2 separate regions of the Gossypium hirsutum genome follow, and region 1 is linked to region 2. Evidence: chromatin contacts called from public Hi-C data. All regions are on one chromosome and are shown on one strand. Each heading gives the region's core, a stretch centred on a gene start, on an enhancer-like site or on the middle of the called end of the contact. The rest is flanking DNA. Distances are from core to core; before and after follow the strand shown. Region 1 holds the start of LOC107910235. Region 2 holds the start of LOC107910582 (probable beta-D-xylosidase 7).

What was found. A called contact is a pair of places that touch in the nucleus more often than the background predicts.
Region 1: a Hi-C map of leaf shows a contact between it and region 2, with 3 times the contacts expected there. The contact joins the promoter of LOC107910235 here to the promoter of LOC107910582 in region 2. A contact is called at or near these places in 4 of 34 Hi-C or Micro-C datasets (callus, leaf and petal).

The regions. Positions count from the first base shown.
Region 1 is chrD02:14,590,958-14,598,106 of Gossypium_hirsutum_v2.1, reverse strand. LOC107910235 reads right to left here and starts at 4,052. Exons shown (of 8, transcript XM_016838018.2): 1 at 3,601-4,052; 2 at 3,367-3,507; 3 at 3,043-3,270; 4 at 2,133-2,340; 5 at 914-1,050; 6 at 370-450. The coding sequence starts at 3,920.
Region 2 is chrD02:14,220,158-14,227,325 of Gossypium_hirsutum_v2.1, reverse strand. It overlaps LOC107910582 (probable beta-D-xylosidase 7), which reads left to right and starts at 1,618. Exons shown (of 5, transcript XM_016838461.2): 1 at 1,618-2,210; 2 at 2,283-2,582; 3 at 2,677-2,944; 4 at 3,033-3,797; 5 at 3,872-4,972. The coding sequence starts at 1,719. The coding sequence ends at 4,440. It overlaps LOC107910583 (protein DOWNSTREAM OF FLC), which reads right to left and starts at 5,908. Exons shown (of 2, transcript XM_016838462.2): 1 at 5,497-5,908; 2 at 4,509-5,018. The coding sequence starts at 5,650. The coding sequence ends at 4,687.

The DNA of each region.
Region 1 (7,149 bases), core at 2,803-5,302, 370 kb before region 2:
CATAGAACCAATACTGAAGGTATGAAAATTTACTAGTCATAAATGGCATGTGATTATGCACGTAAAAATGATTGCTCATCACTGACTAATATAATATAGTTGACCAGTATGAGATACTGATCATCGTAAGAACAATCAAAGTAAGAAAGAAAGGAAAGGTTGAATGCAGAATTTTGACCAACAATAACTATGTTTTAGTTACTTTAATGGAAACACCAAATCTAAATGACGGTTATATCAGGAAAAGTTTAAAATGGGAGAATCCTAAAATTGAAGTTGAAATACGTTAAGAACTTCTGATCCTGGGGAACAAATAGACAATCTATGAAAACAATGCATGACATGATTGAAATAATATAATACACTAACCAAGCAGATGCGGTATAGGCAGACAAAAATAAGCTTGATCTGGCTGTACCAAGAAGACTCTTCCCTAATATTGTGTAAGGCCTGTATTAAAGTCAAGAATTATGTTAGACAATAATAATAACTTGGAGCCAGGGAGGACGGAAAGAAAGCAAAATACTAGCAGAAGTTTTATACTAGAAATGGATAAAAGAAGAACCTCTAGTGAGGATCTTTCTGATGCTCAAATCATGAGGTGCTTAAAACCTAATTAGACGTATAATTCGTATAATTCGTTGTTAAACAAATCGCTATGAAGCAAAATTTTAACAAGCATACCAAAAATTATAGCAACCATATCATTTAACATGCTCAAATCTCATATCAAATTATAAAGTGGAACTTAGATACTGTGGTAACGGAGGGCCAGAAGTGGAGGGAATAATGTAAACCAACATTTAAAGTTAACGAACTTTTAAAAAAAATATTATATTTATAATATAAGAAAAAAATGAAGCAGCCAAATGGTAAGAGAATATTGCACCAAATTTTGAGCTAACTACTTTACCTTTTTAGGAGGCCTTGACGATGAACTATTAGTGTAGGAATCAAATAAACTGGAAGATATACCGGTAATGATCTTTTATATGCTTCACTAAAAAAAGTAAAAACATGTGAACTGCATGCTTGATTCCCGTGTATCATCTGTAAATAGCTCAAGGGTTTAAGCACAATTATCAAAAGTAACAGTATACTTTTGCAAAGAAAACTTCAAGCCTTAGCAGTGCTTGAATTCAAAGTCTGTTGTGAACTTTCTAAAGTCATTTCGGTAATTTAAACAGAAATCACAGACAAAACAATTCCTGCAAGAGAATCTAGTTTGTTTCAGCAGTCAAGCAAATTGCTTATATGAGCACTCTGAGCATCTTATGGCAATGAGAACAATTGCAAAAGAGATCTGCTCTCAAGGATTTCGGAGACTGCAAGGATGATGAAGTGCAATATATAGATTTTGGAATGGAGAACTCCGGATTATAACTACATGATTATTAAACTGTCAAAAATGCATTAACTATGTGCTTTTACATTTATGAGTCAACACATATTTCAAACAACAATAATAAATGATCAGGTTCTCAAATTCGTAGAAGTTGGAAGGCAGTGTCAGGCGGAAAAACAGACCAACTAAAGTCAAGGAGCAAAAAAAAAATGCAAATTTGCACATTCATGTTCTATTGCTTATGTTTTCAAATATTTTCATACTCTCCCCTAATTCCAATTTCGTACTTCCTTTTCGTAATTGCTAATAAAGCAGCATGAATGAGAGTTTTTGGCCAAAAAATGAGCTTTATGAGATATAAAAGGAACAAAGAAACGAAAAGCTGAATGTCACTTCACATTACTTTTCTGAACCTAAACCTTAATACTTAGCTTTCTTCAATTCTTGCAAATTATTCTTTTTAACAGGCATCTAACTTGATGTTCATAAAGACAAACTGTCAGGGATGGAAATTGAAGCACTAGCCTTTAATGATCTTACTCAAGATATGGTCCTAAATAATTAAAGCACAACAGCGAAGCCTTGTTAATAACATGGATGCTATGTAGAGGGAAAATGATTTGTTATTATTGTTTTTGTTCCAAAGGAAGAAAGAAATGCAATTAAACAAGAATGCATACTGCCAATAACCATATAGCCTATTGGTAGAGTGCTGTACACTATGAACAAAGTATAGACATTATTGCTACTCAGCAGAACAACAGAAATGGAGAAAGAAGGATCATACCGAACATGGGATTTTCATATTTGGATCTAATTTAACGTCTGCTCCTTTTGCCTTATAAAATTTCTCTATTGCTTCCAAATTAGTGTATGGAAGGCCACTTGCATGCTCTTTAACGCCTTGCAGGATGACCTGATCCTTTCCAACATGTTTATTGAGAAATGACCTATACGAAGGGGGAAAACTCTCTGGCTTCAAAAGGTAAGAGGACCTGAAAACATAAATGCTTCCACTTAAAAGATTACACTCGAGAAAAATAATAAATGTACAGTCATCATCTTCTTAGGAAAATTACAGAAAAAAATTTCCTGAGATAGTGTTTTTGGATGCTATTACTTGTACAACTTGTAAAGCCAAACAGTTCCTTTTCAAATGATGCCCAAAAACATTTAATTAGCACTTACCTTCATTCAAGCAAACATTTTCCCACTTTCTTTTCACATATTTGGGCTCTGACCATCTTTTTTAGAGATAAGTATCTGAGTTCATGCTATGAAGCCTAAGATTCAATGAACTTTAAAAATTGGAGATGAAAAGACGAACATTTTCAATTTTGATTGCCAACTTTAACAGGTGGAATGATAAAAAAGACGCAGAAAAATGAACAACAAAGTCCCTAGGCATGCTGATCAGACTTTCCAGTCATGAATCAATTCTAATATAGTCAGATAATTTTCAGAATGCCTCCAAAATTATAGACTACAACACTTTGTTTTCTCTTAAATTTTCCAGACAGGATAGTTTAGAGATTGGTAACTTAATCCAGGAGATGGGAATCCCAGTAGACTTGGTCATTTAGTCCATGTGGTAAATTCAATAATGACCGAGATTCATTAAGAAGAATTGCAATAAAGTTTAATTAATAGCAAAAAACAAAGCCAACAACCAAGACAACTTAACAAAAGGAACCTACAAAATTTGCGAAGAAGAGAGACACATAAGGAATATGTCACCATGCTTCCATGTAAGAGGTTTACAAAGCTTCCCAAATCGTTTACTCTTCATTCCGCAGCGTGACGCCAATACGGCAGCTCGCATGAGTATGTATATGGCCAAACTCGTATGTTGTTTATTAGGTCCAGTAAGAAGCATGGAAGGACCTGCAACAAGTCCCGCTATTAACGCCCTCCACTTTGCAGTCCTGAATAGAAATTCAACAATTCAAATAAATCAAACGCAAGTTAATAATAAGTTCCTTTGTTTGAATCAGGAAAATTAAGGTTAAGAAGATCATTGCCTGTGATGTCCCCCGAGAGCAACAATAATTTCATCTACAGAAACAAATGTACCCGAAAAAGTACCAAGGAAAAGACCGTATCTAATAGTCTCTTTGATCCCCACAACAATCGCTTCTTTATCAGAAAACGACTCAACTTTCCTACAATCATAATTCTTGCCTTAGTAGTATATAACTATAAATAAAGCAAATTAACATGAAATCATCAAATTTATTTGTATAACAATTAGTTACCTTGATTTTTTGCGCCGTAACCGTGCTATAATCGAGAAGAGAGCTAATCCACCTCTAAGGCCAGCCCCGATCGAGAATCCTTTAGCTGAGGCGACGAGGAATCTCTGCAACTTCTCCGACTGCGTTAACGGAACCGTACCAAAAGCAAGCGCAGAGGAAGAATTTGACGAAGGTTTTGATCCGGCGCAATGCGAGCAAGTCCCGTCAACCGAACTTAAACGACCATAATCGGCGGAGTCATCGTTGAAACCGCCATTCTCGAGGGACGAAGAGGAGCATCGGCAGGCGCATTTGACGGTTCCGTCAGCAGACGGTGACATGCTGATGTTGTGGGGGGCGGAGATAACGAAGCTTCCTGGAAAAGCTAGAGGAAAAACTAGGACTGATAAAAAATAATTTGGAGCCGGGCAAAATTAGTGAACAAGGAAAATTTTTAGAAACAATTACCAATTTAGCCGTTTTTTATATTATTTGGGAAAATAAGCTTTATAGAATATTTTTTAAAAATATTTCATTTTCTACCCTTGGGTTTCAGATTCGAATCCCCTCTCTTATTTGTTTGTTTTTTTTTAATGAACGTTGCTTGAAGTTTTTTTTAATTTATAATTAATGCTTTTAATTAATAAATATGTAATTATATAATAAAATATTTTTTATATATGATTATATTAAATATATTTATTTTTTAAAATACATCAACTAATTTTTCTATATATTATTATGTCAAATATATTTTATTTTTTAAAAACATCAATTAATTTTTTTGATATATTTTTTAATATATAATATTTTATGAAAAATGTTTATTTTTTTTTGAAATAATTATTTTTATAATATTGGAATTTACAATAGTCACGATATATGTGAAAAAATAAATATTTGACATATAAAAATTATATATAAATAAAAATATATCAAAAAACTAGTTGATGTTTTTAAAAATAAAATATATTTAACATAATGATCATCTTATTTATATAAATAAATAAATTGTTAATTAAAATAAAAAAATATATACTAATTAAAAATTTAAAAACAACATATTTATTAATTAAAAAAATTAAAAAAAATGCTTGAATTATTCATTAGAAACATGATAGATAAATATAGGAGAAAATTCGAACATGGGATGGAGGGTAGAAAATGTGGTTTTCGGAAGACGCGCTTTTTATCATTTAACTTGTGATTTTCAAAACCCTTAAATAATATAAAAACAGTCTAAATCAATTATTAATGTGTTTTACTAATTTTGCCTTGGGAGCCGCCTCTTTGGTTGGAAATTGATTATGACAGAATTTGCAGTGCAATACGGTTCATTTACGGACACGATTCATAATACTTACAATTCTGCAGTTGCTCTCACATTTTCCGCTCATCAAATTCCACAAAATTCATTCGTCATAAAACAAAGTTCCACTGAAGAAGTCTCCATTTACAAGTGGCAAAATGACTTATAGGAAATTAAAATGAAGTCTGTGTTGAAATGGTATCAAAGCTTTTGTCTTCTGTACTCTTACCCAACTACATTTACATGATAGCATCCTCTGCTTTTAGGTCTATTATAATAGTGCGACCCACTAAAGCATGTATGCAGCCAGGCATCTAATCAGTGGCTCCCTGGAGTTTGACGGAAATTTCTTCATTTTAAATTAATAATAATAAAATTATATTTTTTATCCCTTAAAATTATAAAAATTTAATTTATTTTTTAAAAATAATAAAATTATATTTTTATTATCGTAAAAATATATAATTTAATTCTGTTGAAATTTTTTTTAATTCCGTCATTGTATCTAATACAAGGTTACCGGAACCACCAAATCGACCGTATTGATCACTAGGCTTCTACCTGTTAGAATATTGTCTTTAACAATTCTTATTTTTGGGTAACTTATATTAATTATTCTTAAATTTTGTTTAAAATTATATTCCGATCATTTAACCTTTAAAAGTTATAAAACAGTCATTAGTGTTATCGAATGATCACATTTTAGTTGCTATCTTTAAAATTTGTGTTAACAATAATTCTAAAAAATAAAATATAAATATTGAAAATTATTAAAAATTTTAGAGAATTCCTATTTTTCTTGCAATCTCAGCCGCTAATTTAAGTGTGTGGGGCCATTTTCACGTATTTCATTCCAATATTAAATTAAAGTGATGACAAGTGTTTAATATATAGTAAAATATACAAAAAAATTAAGGTACATGATAATTTTTAACTGCAGTTATAGAATTAAAAGAAATATATCAAATAATAACCCTCAACATGTGTATACTGATATATATCAATTAGTGTAACATTTTATACGTTAAATTAATTCTTACTAAAATATTAAAAAAAATTATCCAATTAAATTATTTACCCTAATAAATCATTTTAAAATTTATATTTGTATGTAAAGATATTTTTATGAATGTAATTGAGATAAATTTACATGTATATTAATATATTTAATTATAAATTATAAATTAATTTATAAATATCTATATAAAAATATTTTAAAATTATCAATAAATTAAAAATAATACAACAAAATCCATCAATATAGATTCATACTAATATAGAATAAAAATGATACATGTCGATTGAGTCCTAACTCGGTTGGCATTGACATTGTTGTCTATGCAGGAGGACGTAAGATCGAGCACGTTGAAGCGCATTTATCCTCTTATTGAAGGGTTGAGAAGAGACAATGAATAATTTTAGATGTCAAAACCATTTTTATTTTGAAAAACTGGGTCGACTTGGATTTTGAAAAAAAAATGAAAATGGGAGTCGCCACCGATCCTTTTTATTTAGGTATGATTGGATCACCTCAAAAGTGGTTATTTTTAATAAGCGATTTGTCTTTATTAAAACAACGATTTTAGTCTACGAAATTCAAAAAAACGGATTCGGGAGTCGGTTACGTATGAGGAAGGATTAGCACCCTCGTAACGCCCAAAAATTGGTACCTAGTTAATTAATTAATGTCTTAATGTCGAAAATTGAAAACTTTGAAGAGATTTAAAATACGATCTTTTATTTTTTATTTTTTAAAAACTTATATAAAACAAGTTACTCGATAAGACCCTCTCATTTTGAAAAGAGAAAATGTCACACCCAATGAGTTAGGGCATAATATTTCACTTCCTCAAAAACGAGCTTGTCCAAAAAAACTCGTGCAATAAAATTTAAAAGGATATTCAATTGTTTAAGTCAGATGAAGAAATCGCAGCCCAATACGTTAAGGCACAATTTCTCAAAATTCTAAACATTGAATATTACCTTTATTATATTTAGAAAAAAAATCCTCATCTCGAGAAAACAACATGTCATATCCAATGCGTTAAGACACAATGTATTGAATTCTCGATAATGAGCTTTTTATTTATGTTTTGATTAAAGAGCATTCTCGATTATTCAAATTCAACGAAAGAGTTGGAACCCAATACGTTAGGGCTCAATCCTCTCGAAGATTCCAAATACCGAGTATTACCTTTATTTTTCAAAATTTTCTGTTTATACGAATTTGGGTAAAAATTATATAATGGAGTAATAATTGT
Region 2 (7,168 bases), core at 369-2,868:
AGAATCATGATTAAAGTTTGTTATGATTATTGTTGAATCTCTTGAAGAGATCAAAATATATTTCCCCAAATTTCTCTCACTCATGACTTTTAAAAGAATGGTAATATAAATGCTTAGCAAATACATTCAAATAGACATTTGAAAAACTAGTATTCAAGATTGAATACGTAGAATATAACAAAATATGTGATGCTTTCATGAGGGGAAGTAAATATGAGTTGCACTCTTTTTCCCTTAATCGAGGTTTTGTCCCATTGGGTTTTCCTGGTAAGGTTTTTAATAATGCAACATATTATGCATATTATAGATTGTGTACTCTTTTTCCTTATTAGGTTTTTATCCCACAAAGTTTTCCTAATAAGGTTTTAACGAGGTACATTATCTATAAATGGACATCCAATGGGGAGTGATATGAATATCTTATTAAGTGGATGTCCATCATGATTAAGATAAAGTTTTAATGTACTTTAAATTCTAATAGTTATTAGAATTAGATCTCTACTTCTTTTATACTTCTTATGCCTATAAATAGATATTCTGATGAAGTATTGTAATCCTTCCTTTGATCAATAAAGTACATTATTTATTGCTTTCATATTTTTTTTGTTCTTTATTCTCTCCGTCTCCCTTTATTTTATAACAACTTCAAAATTGTTATGAAATAAAAAAATAGAGAGAATAAAAATAAGAGAAATAGGAGAGCAAACGTAGTTACTTATTTTATTTATCAATAAAATAGGAGAGCAATACTTCTCCAAGTCTATATTTATAGACATAAGAAGTATAAATTACATATAGTTCTACTCCTAATGAACTTTAGAGTTTTAATGTATATCAAACTTTTTATTCTAATGAACATTCACTTTTATAATAATAAAATATTCAAAACAAAAATAAAAATATTAATTGATATTCAATTTAATAAAAAATTCAGATAATATATTTTATTTTAATAATTAATTGATGAACTTTAATAATGACTTTAATATTAATGAGAATAGTAATAATAAACCATTATTTGATTTTAATAAAAATATGATATAATAATTTATTAAAAATTATTAAGGGCATTTCACTATTTGTAATTATAATTTTAGAGTTGATAAGTTTTTGCTAGTGTTTTAACCCACAAATACAATATATATATAGACGGTATTGAAAAAATTAGTAACAAATCTTTAAAAAAAATAGTAATAAAAGGATTAATATATACGAAACTATTTAAATTTGGCAACTTGTACTTACTTGGTACGTTAATTGTTTTTTTTACCTAATTGATACCTAAATTTGAAAATTGTAAATCAATTTGATACTTTTTTTAGGTATCTGACTAACACTGTTAAAAACACTGTTAAAAAGATTGATATGACATTAATAGTCAATAGCATGATGACATGTGATAAAATTTTTAAATAATTTTTTATTTTTATTTTTATCATGTGTCAAAATGAAAGGTTGTCATGTATTATTAGATATCAATGTTATGTCCACGTATTTTGATGATGATGATAGTCAAATACCTAAAAGAAAATAATAAATTAATATGTTTCCAAATTTTGATATCAATTACGTCTAAAAGAAATTTTAGGTTCAAGTATTAATTCATAATAAACGAAAATCTTAATTAAAAAAATAACTCGTGATATTATCTTGTAACAGAATAAGGTCCCAAAAGCCCATTCAGTGTAACAGTGGTCCCATAACTCATTAGACAAGAGATGCAGCAAAGCTCTCACACCACTTCCTTGTCTATTCGCTCGTTCCAGTTCTGCTCTAACAATTCAGTCACCTTTACCAACATGAAACTCCCAACTCTATCCGTCCTTTATCTCATTCACCTTACTTCATTGCTGCTCATCTTAGCTGAGTCGACTCAGCCTCCGTTCTCCTGCGACATATCCGACCCACGAACCAAATCCTACCCTTTTTGCAAAACTACACTCCCCATCACCCAACGTGTCCAGGATCTGGTTTCCAGGCTCACATTAGACGAGAAGATATCCCAACTCGTTAACTCAGCCTCCTCCATTCCAAGACTTGGCATCCCTGCCTATCAATGGTGGTCCGAAGCGCTGCATGGTGTTGCCTATTCGTTGAGGGTCACGCAAGGTATTCGTTTCAATGGAACAATCCAGTCAGCCACCAGTTTCCCTCAAGTCATTCTCACCGCTGCTTCCTTTGATGCTCACCTTTGGTATCGCATTGCTCAGGCAAGTCCTCAAGGACCCCTTTTTTTTCATCTTTTTTTATGATTCATATTTTCAATTTATGATTGTTTTCAGGCAGTTGGAATAGAAGCTAGAGCTATTTACAACGCTGGACAAGCAATGGGCATGACATTTTGGGCACCCAACATTAATATATATAGGGATCCAAGGTGGGGAAGAGGGCAAGAGACGCCTGGTGAGGATCCATTGGTTTCTGGGAAATATGCAGTTTCATTTGTGAGAGGGATACAAGGGGACTCTTTTGAAGGTGGGAAACTTGGCCAACATCTTCAAGCTTCAGCTTGTTGTAAGCATTTTACTGCTTATGATTTGGATAACTGGAAAGGAGTGAAACGATATGTCTTCAATGCAAAAGTATGTGTAAATTGTACACGTCAAAATTTGTAACATAATTTGTTTGTTTGATTGGCTTTGAATTTGGAAAACTCCATTTTTTTGTGTATTTCAGGTCAGTTTACAGGATCTGGCAGATACATATCAGCCTCCATTCCAGAGCTGCATACAGCAAGGGAAAGCTAGTGGGATAATGTGTGCTTACAATCGTGTTAATGGAGTCCCTAACTGTGCTGATTACAATCTGTTGTCGAAAACAGCCCGAGGCCAATGGGGTTTCAATGGATACATCACCTCTGACTGTGATGCTGTCGCCATCATTCATGAAGATCAAGGATATGCTAAACTACCAGAGGATGCTGTAGCTGATGTTCTTAAAGCTGGTATTAGTTTTTTTTAATATCTAAAGCTAGGCTGTATTGATGGACGTTAATATCATCGTTATGAACCTTTGATCAACGAATTTTACAGGAATGGATGTCAACTGTGGTACCTATTTGAAGAAATACACCAAATCAGCTGTTGAAAAGAGAAAATTACCTGTATCTAAAATAGACAGAGCCCTTCATAACCTTTTCTCAGTCAGAATAAGGCTGGGGCTTTTCGACGGCAATCCAGTTAAACAGCCTTATGGAACCATTGGTTCAGATAAGGTCTGTTCTCAAGAGCATCGGAATCTTGCCCTTGAGGCTGCTCGAAATGGCATTGTCCTTCTGAAGAACACGGATAAACTCCTTCCGCTTTCGAAAACCAAAACTACTTCCCTTGCAGTGATAGGGCCTAATGCGAATTCTGCAAAAACACTTGTCGGAAACTATGCAGGCCCTCCTTGCAAACCTGTTACACCATTGCAAGGGCTGCAAAGTTATGTTAAAGACACCAGGTTTCACCAAGGTTGTAATGCAGTTAATTGTTCTTCTGCCTTCATTGCTCAATCAGTGAAGATAGCAAAAGGAGCAGATCATGTTGTGTTAGTAATGGGATTAGATCAAACACAAGAGAGTGAAGATCATGATCGTGTAGACTTGCTTCTTCCACCAAAGCAACAAAACCTGATTTCTAGAATCGCAAGAGTTGCCAAGAATCCAGTCATTTTGGTGCTTCTATCAGGAGGTCCGGTTGACATATCATTCGCTAAAAATGATCAACACATCGGAAGCATTCTATGGGCCGGTTATCCAGGTGAAGCCGGAGGTCGTGCATTAGCAGAAATTATATTTGGTGATCACAACCCTGGTGAGTTCATTTCTTTTCTTTGCATGATAAACAAAAGGCATACTTAAGTTTGTAAGCTTCAAATTTGTATACAGGAGGGAGGTTACCAGTTACTTGGTATCCACAAAGTTATGTTAACGTGCCGATGACGGACATGAGAATGCGACCTGAACCTTCATCCAGCTATCCCGGACGCACCTACAGATTCTACCAAGGACCGAAGGTTTTTGAATTTGGTTATGGTCTTAGCTACTCGAACTACACTTATGAAATTCTCCCTGTAACACAAAACAGGGTCCATATAATGGTTGAGAGCTCAAATCCTCACAGGTACTTGCCTGTTTCAGAGATGGGAGACGAAGTTTGTGAAAAAATGAAGTACACAGTCAAGGTTCGAGTTAAAAACCATGGTGCGATGGCCGGTAAGCATCCAATGTTGCTATTTGTGAGGCAACCAAAGATGGTCAATGGGAGGCCAGTGAGACAATTAGTTGCATTCCAGAGTGTTAACCTGAACGCAGGGGAAAGAGCTGATGTTGAATTTGAGTTGAGGCCATGTGAGCATCTTAGCTCAGCCAAGAAAGATGGTTCGATGGTGATTGAAGAAGGGTCTTATTTATTGAGCATTGGAGACAAAGAATCAGAGATTCAAGTTGTTAAATAATACAACTCATAGCTAATGTACCTTATTGCTAAATAAACAGCAGTTTCATCAAGTTGAAACAACATCAATTACCCAAAAAAATACTTCCGAGATAGAAGCCATAGCTTAGGTTTATATAATTGGTAATAGAATTTGTAAGAAAAATAAGTTATAGAAGTCCTCTAAACGTAGAAATAACGGAGCAATTCACATAACAAATAGCAGACAACATCATATTTCATATGCAAATAAATCCAAACCAACACACTAGACATCCTCCTCATCCTCCTGATACATCTTCATCATCTCAGCACAGCCTGCTTCAGGCTCGTCAACCATGAAGCCCATGGCATTGGCATAACGGGTGGTGGATGAAATGCCATTGAAGTTGGTCAAGATAACACGGGCACGTTCACGACCGGGGGACATTGTGGCACAACCAAGCTGGGAGCTCTTCACAAGAACTGCATCACAGATCTGATCCAAGTGATCCTCGGATACACGAATCTGGTATTTTCCGGTTTTGTCGGTGTATCCCTCCTTTTTGAAGACAACTTGGCCGCTCTTCCTGTCGGAGCATACCAACCTAACCATGGCATCTACAAAGCACATGATATCAGTATACCAAGATTCAGAACCAAATACGACAAAGTACCGATATTAAACATCACATAGATCAGACAAGGGGAACGAAAGATCCAGGCAAGACAGCCATTAAACAATACACAACATCCTGTTCCATGTCCAAGAACCAACATTTTTGGGTTTATAAATCTATGAGCAAAATTATCATCTTAAACCTTAAAGTTTCCCCATTTCTATTAAAATTTGCATCTTTGAACCGCCTACTGATTTTGACCTCCAGTTCAACATGTCATGGTTGTTCCCATTATTTTATGTTTAGACACCCTATCATTCACTTTAACTCAATGTAACATCAAAACCTACAAACTACTTCACAGATCTACCACTTTAAAACCTTAAACACCAGATCTAACAATGTCACCAACATAATACACAAAAGCCAACATAGTAAAACATAGATTAAGATCAAAGTATGTTAGAAATGGAAAGTACCAGCTAGGCTTCTAGTCTTAGGGGTTTCAAAACCAGCACGGCAAGTATCACAGTACACATAGCCTTCTACCACCAATTGATTATTCAGAATGCGTGTAGCACTAACCAAAGCTGGAAGCACACATAGTGCAATGAACAACAGAACTTTGGCCATGTTTTTTTGCTTCTTTTTTCTTGAACAATGTAATGAAGAAATGGGAAGAAGGTTTGGAGATTAAATCCTTAGAAACAAATCAACGAAACAAAGGGTAAAGGCTAAAGAGACAGTGATGATGATAAAGTGGGAGTAAAGATAAGGAAATTAAATAAAAGTGAAAATTGAATAAGAATAATAATGAAAACTGGCTTAGCCGCGTTGAGGAGTATATTCGTGTGTGGTGGATAAGCTGTATGAGCTACTGGTTGGGATGCCACGTCAAAACGGTGGTGTTGATTTGGTAATTTTGATGGGAAAACAAGGCTGTTTTGGTACATGGGAGTGATAGTTTGATGACGTGGCGAGTTATTAGTGGCAAGTTGAAGGGCAGAGTGGAGAGAGGGAGCGTATAGGATAGAACACGGGTCCTAATTGATTGCAGCTGGCAGTTGTCGGTGGTCACATGGGGGGCTGTTTGAGAAGGTAGGCAGAGCAAGCAAAGCGGGAACGGTGCCGCATCACATGAATCCTATAATTAATTATTAATTAAATAAATAAAAATAGAGAAAGCGGTCACACAATATTTCAGTTTTTCAATTTCATCATATAATAACTAAACCTTTTCGTAATAAACTTGTTTCAACATGCTTAAATAAAGACTTCACTAATTATAGATGGAGAATTCACTAATTTGATTGAAATGTAATTTTCTGAATTTTTTATTAAATATATAGTTATGGAAACCTAAATAAAAAGTAAATGGAAAATGTCTCAAAACATTAGAAAATAAGACCCAAATAAGTTTAAAATTCAATATTCCTAAGCTCCAATTTCAATTGCAGCTGATAATTAAAAAGAAACCCAACTTCTCAAAGTTTCAAATTAACATTTAATTCGAGATTAAATTGAATTTGAAAATTTTTCAACTCCAAATTGAAATGTTTAGATTGGGCAAAATACTAAAAAAATCCCCTTTTTTTTTTAAATTTATCGAGATAGGCCCTGTATTTTATTATTTATTGGAATGGGTCATTTTTCCAGAAAACGCGTCCCCATCAACGCGATGTCAGGGGACGTGTCAACAAAACGCGTCCCTAGGGGCGCGCTTTGCTTACATGGACACAAAGCGCGCTTACAAGGACGCGATTTGTTGCAACGTAGGTAAAGCACGCTGACGTGGACGCGTTTTGTTGCCACGTAGCGCGCCCCTAGGGACGTGTTTTTGTCGTTTCTCCCATGTTAGGTTTTGGGTTTTTAAGGTTTAAGGTTTTTAACAAAAAAAATTCTGAAATCGCGCCCACGTGGACGCGCTTTTGCTACAGTAGGTCCTGAAAAAATAATTTCGAGTTGACGTTTCTGAGTAAATAGTATAAAAAACACTTCAAGCAGGATACTTTATCAAAAAAATTTCTGAAATCGCGCTCACATGGACGCGCTTTTGCTATAGTAAGTCCTAAAAAAATAATTTCGAGTTGACGTTTCTGAGAAAATAGTATAAAAAACGCTTCAAGCAGGATGCTTTATCAGAAGAATTTA